Regions from separate parts of the Ovis aries genome. Here region 1 is linked to region 2. A link is a contact called in public Hi-C data. All regions are on one chromosome and are shown on one strand. The core of a region is the stretch at or near the end of the contact, and the rest is flanking DNA. Distances in the headings are between cores, read along the strand shown. Region 1 holds the start of FLNB (filamin B). Region 2 overlaps FLNB (filamin B).

What was found. Hi-C and Micro-C count contacts between places; a contact is called where the count stands out from the background.
Region 1: a contact with region 2 is called in a Hi-C map of liver, with 3 times the contacts expected there. The contact joins the promoter of FLNB here to the enhancer-like site in region 2. A contact is called at or near these places in 6 of 16 Hi-C or Micro-C datasets (liver, mixed tissues, muscle and 3 more).

What each region holds. Positions count from the first base shown.
Region 1 is chr19:43,384,183-43,387,748 of ARS-UI_Ramb_v3.0, reverse strand. It overlaps FLNB (filamin B), which reads left to right and starts at 1,587. Exons shown (of 46, transcript XM_060402298.1): 1 at 1,587-2,056. The coding sequence starts at 1,765.
Region 2 is chr19:43,308,020-43,311,351 of ARS-UI_Ramb_v3.0, reverse strand. It overlaps FLNB (filamin B), which reads left to right. Exons shown (of 46, transcript XM_060402298.1): 9 at 853-990; 10 at 2,731-2,857. Among named protein-coding and RNA genes, the nearest start is that of TRNAG-UCC, 23 kb to the left of the region's middle. Within about 2 kb of position 1,776, at least 21 of the 54 cell types and tissues checked have an H3K27ac peak or open chromatin away from gene starts, as enhancers often do. A contact at or near this core is called in liver, where this site is marked.

The sequences.
Region 1 (3,566 bases), core at 338-2,837, 77 kb before region 2:
TCTATCTGAAAAAAGTGCTTCACCTGTACACAAATGACCCGTTACGTAATGCCTCAACCACACATCTGTGGGCTCCTCCCAGAGCTGGAAGCCCTTGACATCTCTCCATCCTGCCCAACCCCTCTTCCCAACTGGGTCCTTAAAGAATTAGATGTGACTATGGAGAACCAGAGAGAAGACAGCATGAGAAAGACTCCGCCTGATGTTGCTGGCTTTGAAGACAAAGAAAGCAGCCTCCGCCAAGGAATTTGGGAAGTTTCTAGAAGCTGGAAACGGCAAAGAAATGGGTTCTTCCCTAAAGCCTCCAGAAGGGAACGGATCCTGCCAATACCTTGATTTTAGCTCAGTGAGCCCTCTGAGGGACTCTAAACTACAGAAAAGCAAGATAACAGTGTGTGTGTGTGTGTGTGTGTGTGTGTGTGTGTTTTAAAGACAAAGTTTTGGTAGTTTGTTACAGCAGCATTAAGGAACTAATACACATGGCAAATTACGGTTCATTTCTGCCACCACCATTAGGGTGTTTGTGTTAGATGATTTATACTTTTTTCTTCCATTAGTCTATGAACTCCTCAAGGTTAAATTATAAGTTTGTCTTATTTACCATTTGTTGGCAGGTGCTAAGAAGGCTCATAGGCCTCAGTTAGCAGGCAATCAATAAATACTATGAAGGATAATACTATAATTCATATGTGTCCAGTTAATATGAGAAGGAAAATGTCAATTTCAGGGACTTTCCTGGTTACGGTGGTTAAGAATTCGCCTTCCAGTGCAGGCGACAAATTTCCATCCCTGGTTCGGGACCTAAGATCCCACATTCCACCTGGCAACTAAGCCAGCGCGCCCCGACTACTGAGCCTGTGCTTTGGAGCCTGAGCGCGCCAAGGAAAGGTCCCACATGACGCAACTGAGACCCGAGGCAGCCAAATAAATTTATTTTTTTTAATGTCCATTTCCTTCCCGAAGCTCCGAGTGCCTAACACGGAGGCTGTGGACTGTGTTAGTTGCTCAGTCGCGTCCGACTCTGCGCACCCGTGGACTGTAACCCGCCAGGCTTCTCTGTCCCTGGAATTCTCCCGGCAAGAATACTGGAGTGGATTCCCATTCCCTTCTCCAGAGGGACTTCCCAACCCAGGGATCGAATTCTGGCCTCCTGTCTCGCAACCAGATTCTTTGCCGTTTGAGCTACAGGGAAGTCCTTAACACAGAGCCTAGCACACAGCAATAGCTCAGTGAAAGGTTTTATTGAAACTTATTGAACCTGCAGGTGGATGAAATACCCCTCCCCGCCAACCCCTCCCGCGTGACCCATGCCACCGTCCCTGCCCATTCTGTCCAGGTTCCTACCTCTGCACGTCCCCTCACTCTGGCACCGGGTGACCTCCTTGAGAAGCTGGACATCTCCCGCCTAGCTTCCTTTCACCGAGGCTGTGAGCACAGAGCGCGGGGACCCCAGAGGACTTGGACTCCCGGGCCGTAATGCTCGCTTCGAGCGGCAGGGGGCGAGCGTGGCCCGGGAGCGCCCTCCTGAGGGTTGGGACTGGGCGGAGCTTCAGGGGCGGGCCGACGCAGTGCGCAGGCGCGGGGCCAGACGCCTCGCGCGGCCACGGGCAGGCGGGCGCAGAGCAGCCCCAGCTGCGGCTTCGGTAGCAGCGAGTTCGAGCCCCGCTCCCGCTCCGCTTTGGTTTTGCGCTCCCCGCGGCCCTTGGGCCTCCATACGCCAGTCCCCGGCAACTCGCTGCGCATAGCGCTCTTCCCGCCGCCAAAATGCCGGTAACCGAGAAGGACCTGGCGGAGGACGCGCCCTGGAAGAAGATCCAGCAGAACACCTTCACGCGTTGGTGCAACGAGCACCTTAAGTGCGTGAACAAGCGCATAGGGAACCTGCAGACCGACCTGAGCGACGGGCTGCGGCTCATCGCGCTCCTGGAGGTGCTCAGCCAGAAGCACATGTACCGCAAGTACCACCAGCGGCCCACCTTCCGCCAGATGCAGCTGGAGAACGTGTCGGTGGCGCTCGAGTTCCTGGACCGCGAGAGCATCAAGCTCGTGTCCATCGGTGAGTGCCCTGGCCCGGCCGGTACCCCTCGCCCTCCAGCCTGCACCGCGCGTGCGCCCCTGTGGAGGCTGAAGCTCCCCGTCGGGTGCCCCCCCACCACCGCGCCGAGCAGCCGCGGGCTCCGTGTGGGCTCCGGGGCCGGGGGACGTTGTCCCCCGAGGGCGCGAGGACAAAGGGGACCTAGGCCCCCTCGGGAGATCCATCCTCCAGGGCGCTCTCCTCGTGTGCTCGCTCCCCGCCGTGCGCCGGGGCTGTGCGCCTGTTGGGGGCGGTGGGTTGAAGGTTCGGGTTGAGGCCGCACCGGGAGAGTCGGGGCTGTGGCATTTCTCGGGAGCTGGGGCGTCGCAGCGGGGGCCGGGGGACTGGAAGCCTCAGGTCCGCGGTCCCTGGGGGGTGGAGCCCTCGTCCGGCGCTCCCCCGAGCGCTCGCCCCGCTGCGCCCCGCGGCCGCCGAATGGGCGTTGGCTGGGAGGCCAGGTGGGGAGGCCCCGGGAGGGACTGTTCTCCGAATCCGGGGCCTCCCGCCCAGGTGGAGACGGGGACCTGGCGGTCGCCGGAAGGGGTTTGGGCCCCGAGGTGGGAAGGGGAGCCGCGGGGGTGTGTCTTCCTCGCTCCCAGCTCAGCTCTGGCTGCGCTGTCGCCGCCGAAGGTGTCGTTCGGAGATGGGTGGTGGTCGCAGTAACCGCTGCCTTGTAGGAGCCCCAGCTAGTGCGCGCCGGGCGCCCACAGCCTTCCCAGTCACCTCCCTCCTCGCGCAGCCTGCGAGCGGGGGCGCCGTCAGACCCCTGTTGCAGACGAGGCGGGGCCAGGGCGTTAATGGGCTCGCTCAGGCTAGCGAGGGTCCAGCTGAGAATGGAAGGAAGTGGGTGACAATTAAAGGAGACTTTGCTTTCCTCTCCCCGCCCTCCCCACACCAGGGTCTTCCTGAGAGGGAGGAGGGAGTTGGTGTTGGGTTCCTCTCCCGCGCCTCGCCCCGACCCGCAACGCGGGAGGAAGAGTTGGGGTGAGGTCCCGCCTGTGACCTCGGCTGGTTGAGGGCTTCTGGAAGGGCCACAAGGCGGCTGATGGGTGTGGACTCTGAGGATCGGGGCGAGAGGCGTGGAGTGTGTGTGCCCGCGCGAGTGTGTTGGTGTGCAGAGTGAATGTACACAGAGCATGTGTGTGGAGAGCATGTCACTGTGCGGAGAATGTGCACACCTACACAGGGCGCGCGTTCTGCCAGGTGAGCCTCTTGCCCGTGAGGAGCTGCCTCAGGTCTCTTCCCCAGGAAAGCAGGCCTGACGCTGGGTGCCGAGGCTGAGCCTCCTCGGCCTCTCCACCGCTCTCCCCCACGCCCGTCAAGGCAGGCAGGGCTGCTTCCGGGACCACCGCCCAGTTAGCCTCCCCATCGGGGGTGGCTTCCCTGCCCAGGGAAGCTGTGTGACATGCGGTCGCCTCTGGGGCACCAATCTCCTGTAAGGAGGAAAGGAGAACCTCAGTTTCTCTAGGAATTACTTTCTTTTCAGATTGAA
Region 2 (3,332 bases), core at 527-3,026:
CAGTGTCAGATTTGGAAAGGAACAACCTGACATTTTACCTGTTAATCTCCCATTTATATATTTAATGAGAAGGTTTCTCATGTTACCAAAAATGTCCCAGGGCACATTGATGTCTTTTATCAACCTTCGACAAACCCCATGGAATTGTTTTGTGAACCTCTTATATAGGAATGTTAGAAGCTACCTTTGCGCTAGACATACAACTTTAGGTTTTTTAACTGGACCCAGAAAGCAAATTGAGAGTGGGGTTTACTTCTAATTATAGAGTAGCCACCTGCATTCCAAGGACCTTGTAATAGCACTGAAATGTTTGTCTGCCTTGGTCGAGGTGGGGTTGATCTGGTCTTTTTTTGCACCATCCTCTGGCTCTTCCTGCGGAAGAGAACAACATTTAGACTTTTGGAAACCACTGATCCGAAGTTTGGAACTAGGTCAGATGTTTTCAAGTGCTACATTTTCCAAGTAGACCTGAAAAAGTCCAGTCTTCCCAATTACTGGACCCTTGAGTATGGCAGTGAAGTTTGAGCAACGTCCAATCCCAGGTCTTAACTCTCTTTTACCACCGAGAGGATAAATGCCAGGATTCAGCAAATACCAGGAGTCCAGCGAATTCACGCTGTGCGCTCCTGCTTTTTTTGCCAAAGTAACTTTTCCCCAGTCCCTGGACAAAGTTATATTGTGTCTTTATTTGCTAGCCTGGTGTGCTCCCTGAACAAGACCCCTGGTCTCAGGCAGCTGCTGCACACTCTGCAAAGCAAACATTTTCTTGGCGGGTGGCTCAAAGTTACCTTGGCTTACTCAACTCAGACTAAAGAATAAAAGGTTGAATTGATGTCGAAACTGTGCTTACAGCCTGCAATCCAAACGCCTGCCGGGCCAGTGGCCGAGGCCTGCAGCCTAAAGGCATTCGCATCCGAGAAACTGCAGACTTCAGGGTTGACACCAAAGCTGCTGGAAGTGGAGAGCTCGGCGTCACCATTAAGGGTCCTAGTAAGTGCTCCTTTGCTTCCCTGTCTCAATGTGATTTCAGCTTAACTTGACAGCCATGACCTATGGGTCTCATCACACAGCCAGTTCTGATCAATTTATCCCAGAGAGCTGAGTCAGAGATTGGAGGCTCTCTCTGCTCCATGTAGAAGGAAACTGATGGTTTAGTCATGTCTGCCCTGGATGTGGGAACAGTATTGGATTGACAGCCTCACATTATGTTAGGGCTTCCGGAAAAAGAAATAAATATTGGAGCTGGAACAGCAATATGAAATGGCCTATTTTTTTTTTAATTTGAGGAAACCTAGGCTCAGAGAGGAAGGGTCTTGTCCACAGTCACAAAGCTTTTAAACATCTGAGCTGGAATTCAAGCCTGATCTCCAAAGCCAGTAATTTTCCCCTCTACAGGTTACATTTTATAGACAATGAAATTATGGCAGATACCTAATTACTTTGATGAGTGCTTATAGAAGGAGAATAAATTCCCTACGATTAAGCCTTCTCTGTAGATAAATGCCACTTGTGGAAGAGTGCATGCACCTTGCAACTCACTGTCGCTCTTTCATGAGAAAAGAGACAGGAGAACAGGTATCTACTCTCTTCATGAGTTCCCCACCCTGGGTCAGAGAAACAGCTCGACATTTTCCAGCTGTGAGTCCGGTAGCCTCAGCAGTTTTACTCCCCGGCTTTGTAAAATCCTCGCTTTCTCTTCCGGGACTGTTCTCACTCCCCTATGTTCCTAACAGGCTGTGGCAGGAGTGTTCTGAGCTCCAGAAAGTTAATATTTCATCTCAGAGCACTGAGTTTTGGGGCAGCTATGCCCTGAAGGCAGGCAGGGTTCTAGACTGCCCAGACCTGGAGTCAGGCTGCTCGAGGGCTGGCCTCCCTTTTGGCTTGTTGCTACAGGAACTGAGGAGGCGGTTTTTTTTGGTTTTTTTTTTTTTTTTTTTTCCCTGACCTTAGATTCTTACTTGACTAAATGGCTTTCCCAGCCAAACCTCAGGGCTCAACATAAAACAAGTTCCTGCCTGATGGCTCAGACTGGAGTTTGTGAGGTAGCCTCTGAAACCTGTTCTCTTGGAGATAGCTTACAAGAGCTTTCTTGCTTTCATTGTCCAGTTTTAGTTGAAAAGGATATGCCAGGATCCTAATGCCAAACACTCATAAGCATTTACTCCTTCTACCATTTTTAAAAAATGTTCTTTGCCTTTTTTATATTGGAATGTAGGCTTCCCCAGTGGCTCATTGGTAAAGAATCTGCCGATGCAGGAAACATTGTTGATTAACAATGTTGTATTAGTTTCAGGTGTACAGCAAACTGATTCAGTTATACAGACCTATGCATCTATTCATTTTGAAGTTCTTTTCCCATTTAGATTATTACAGAATATTGAGTAGAGTTCCCTGTGCAATTCTTATGGGCAGCTAAAAAGGATGGCTTTTTGATCACTGAAAAATATTACCAGCCCCAGGGGTTTAGGACCTCATAGGTCCCTCATACATGAGAAAGATTTCTAAAGCCAGTGAGCTGGGAAATCTTCCATTTCCCCTTACTTTGAAGTAGACATGTGTCTGTTTTCAGCTTTGGAGTATCCTCCCAATTTGGGGTGGGGGAATCCCACACTCTGAGATCATCCACGTGGTTTTATTTTGTGGCTGTTGCTGTCTTTCTGTTCCTGTCTTGTGGATTCTCGTTCTGGGTCTGGATGCCTATTGGAAAGACGGTGTGCTTCCTTCCCACAGAGGGTCTGGAGGAGCTGGTGAAACAGAAAGGCTTTCAGGATGGAGTCTATGCATTTGAGTATTACCCCAGCACCCAGGGGAAATACAGCATCTCCATCACTTGGGGGGGACACCACATTCAAAAGAGGTGAGTCTCTAGCAGGAATTGTGTCTTCTCCCGAGGCCTGCTCAGCCCAGGACAGGCTTGTGGTGCTCATTTCCCAGGCTGCAGGAGGGAAGGGGAGCTGCTCTGTCAAAAGCTTTTTTTTTTCTTTTTTCAGAACAGTACACAGTCATTTGGCCTGTTCTCAAATGCAGCAGAAAGTCGCTGTGGTTTCAGCTGCCTCGTTTCAAATCAAAAGCTGGCGGTTTAAAGCTGTGGGGAGGCAGACAAGCCAGGAGGAACAGTGATACAGAGCAAATGGGCTGTGTGTCTATAGCCCTAATTTAAACAGATTCTCTTTCTTTCGATATGTGCCTCTCTGTTCATGAATGCCATGGGTAAAATGGCAGAATCTGCTGTGGTTGACATTAGAGTCCTCGCTGTGAGTGTGGTCAGGATGCAAGGGGCACAGTCTATAGCTTTGCCTTGTGGGCCTCACTTGCCTTCCCTGTATTCACAT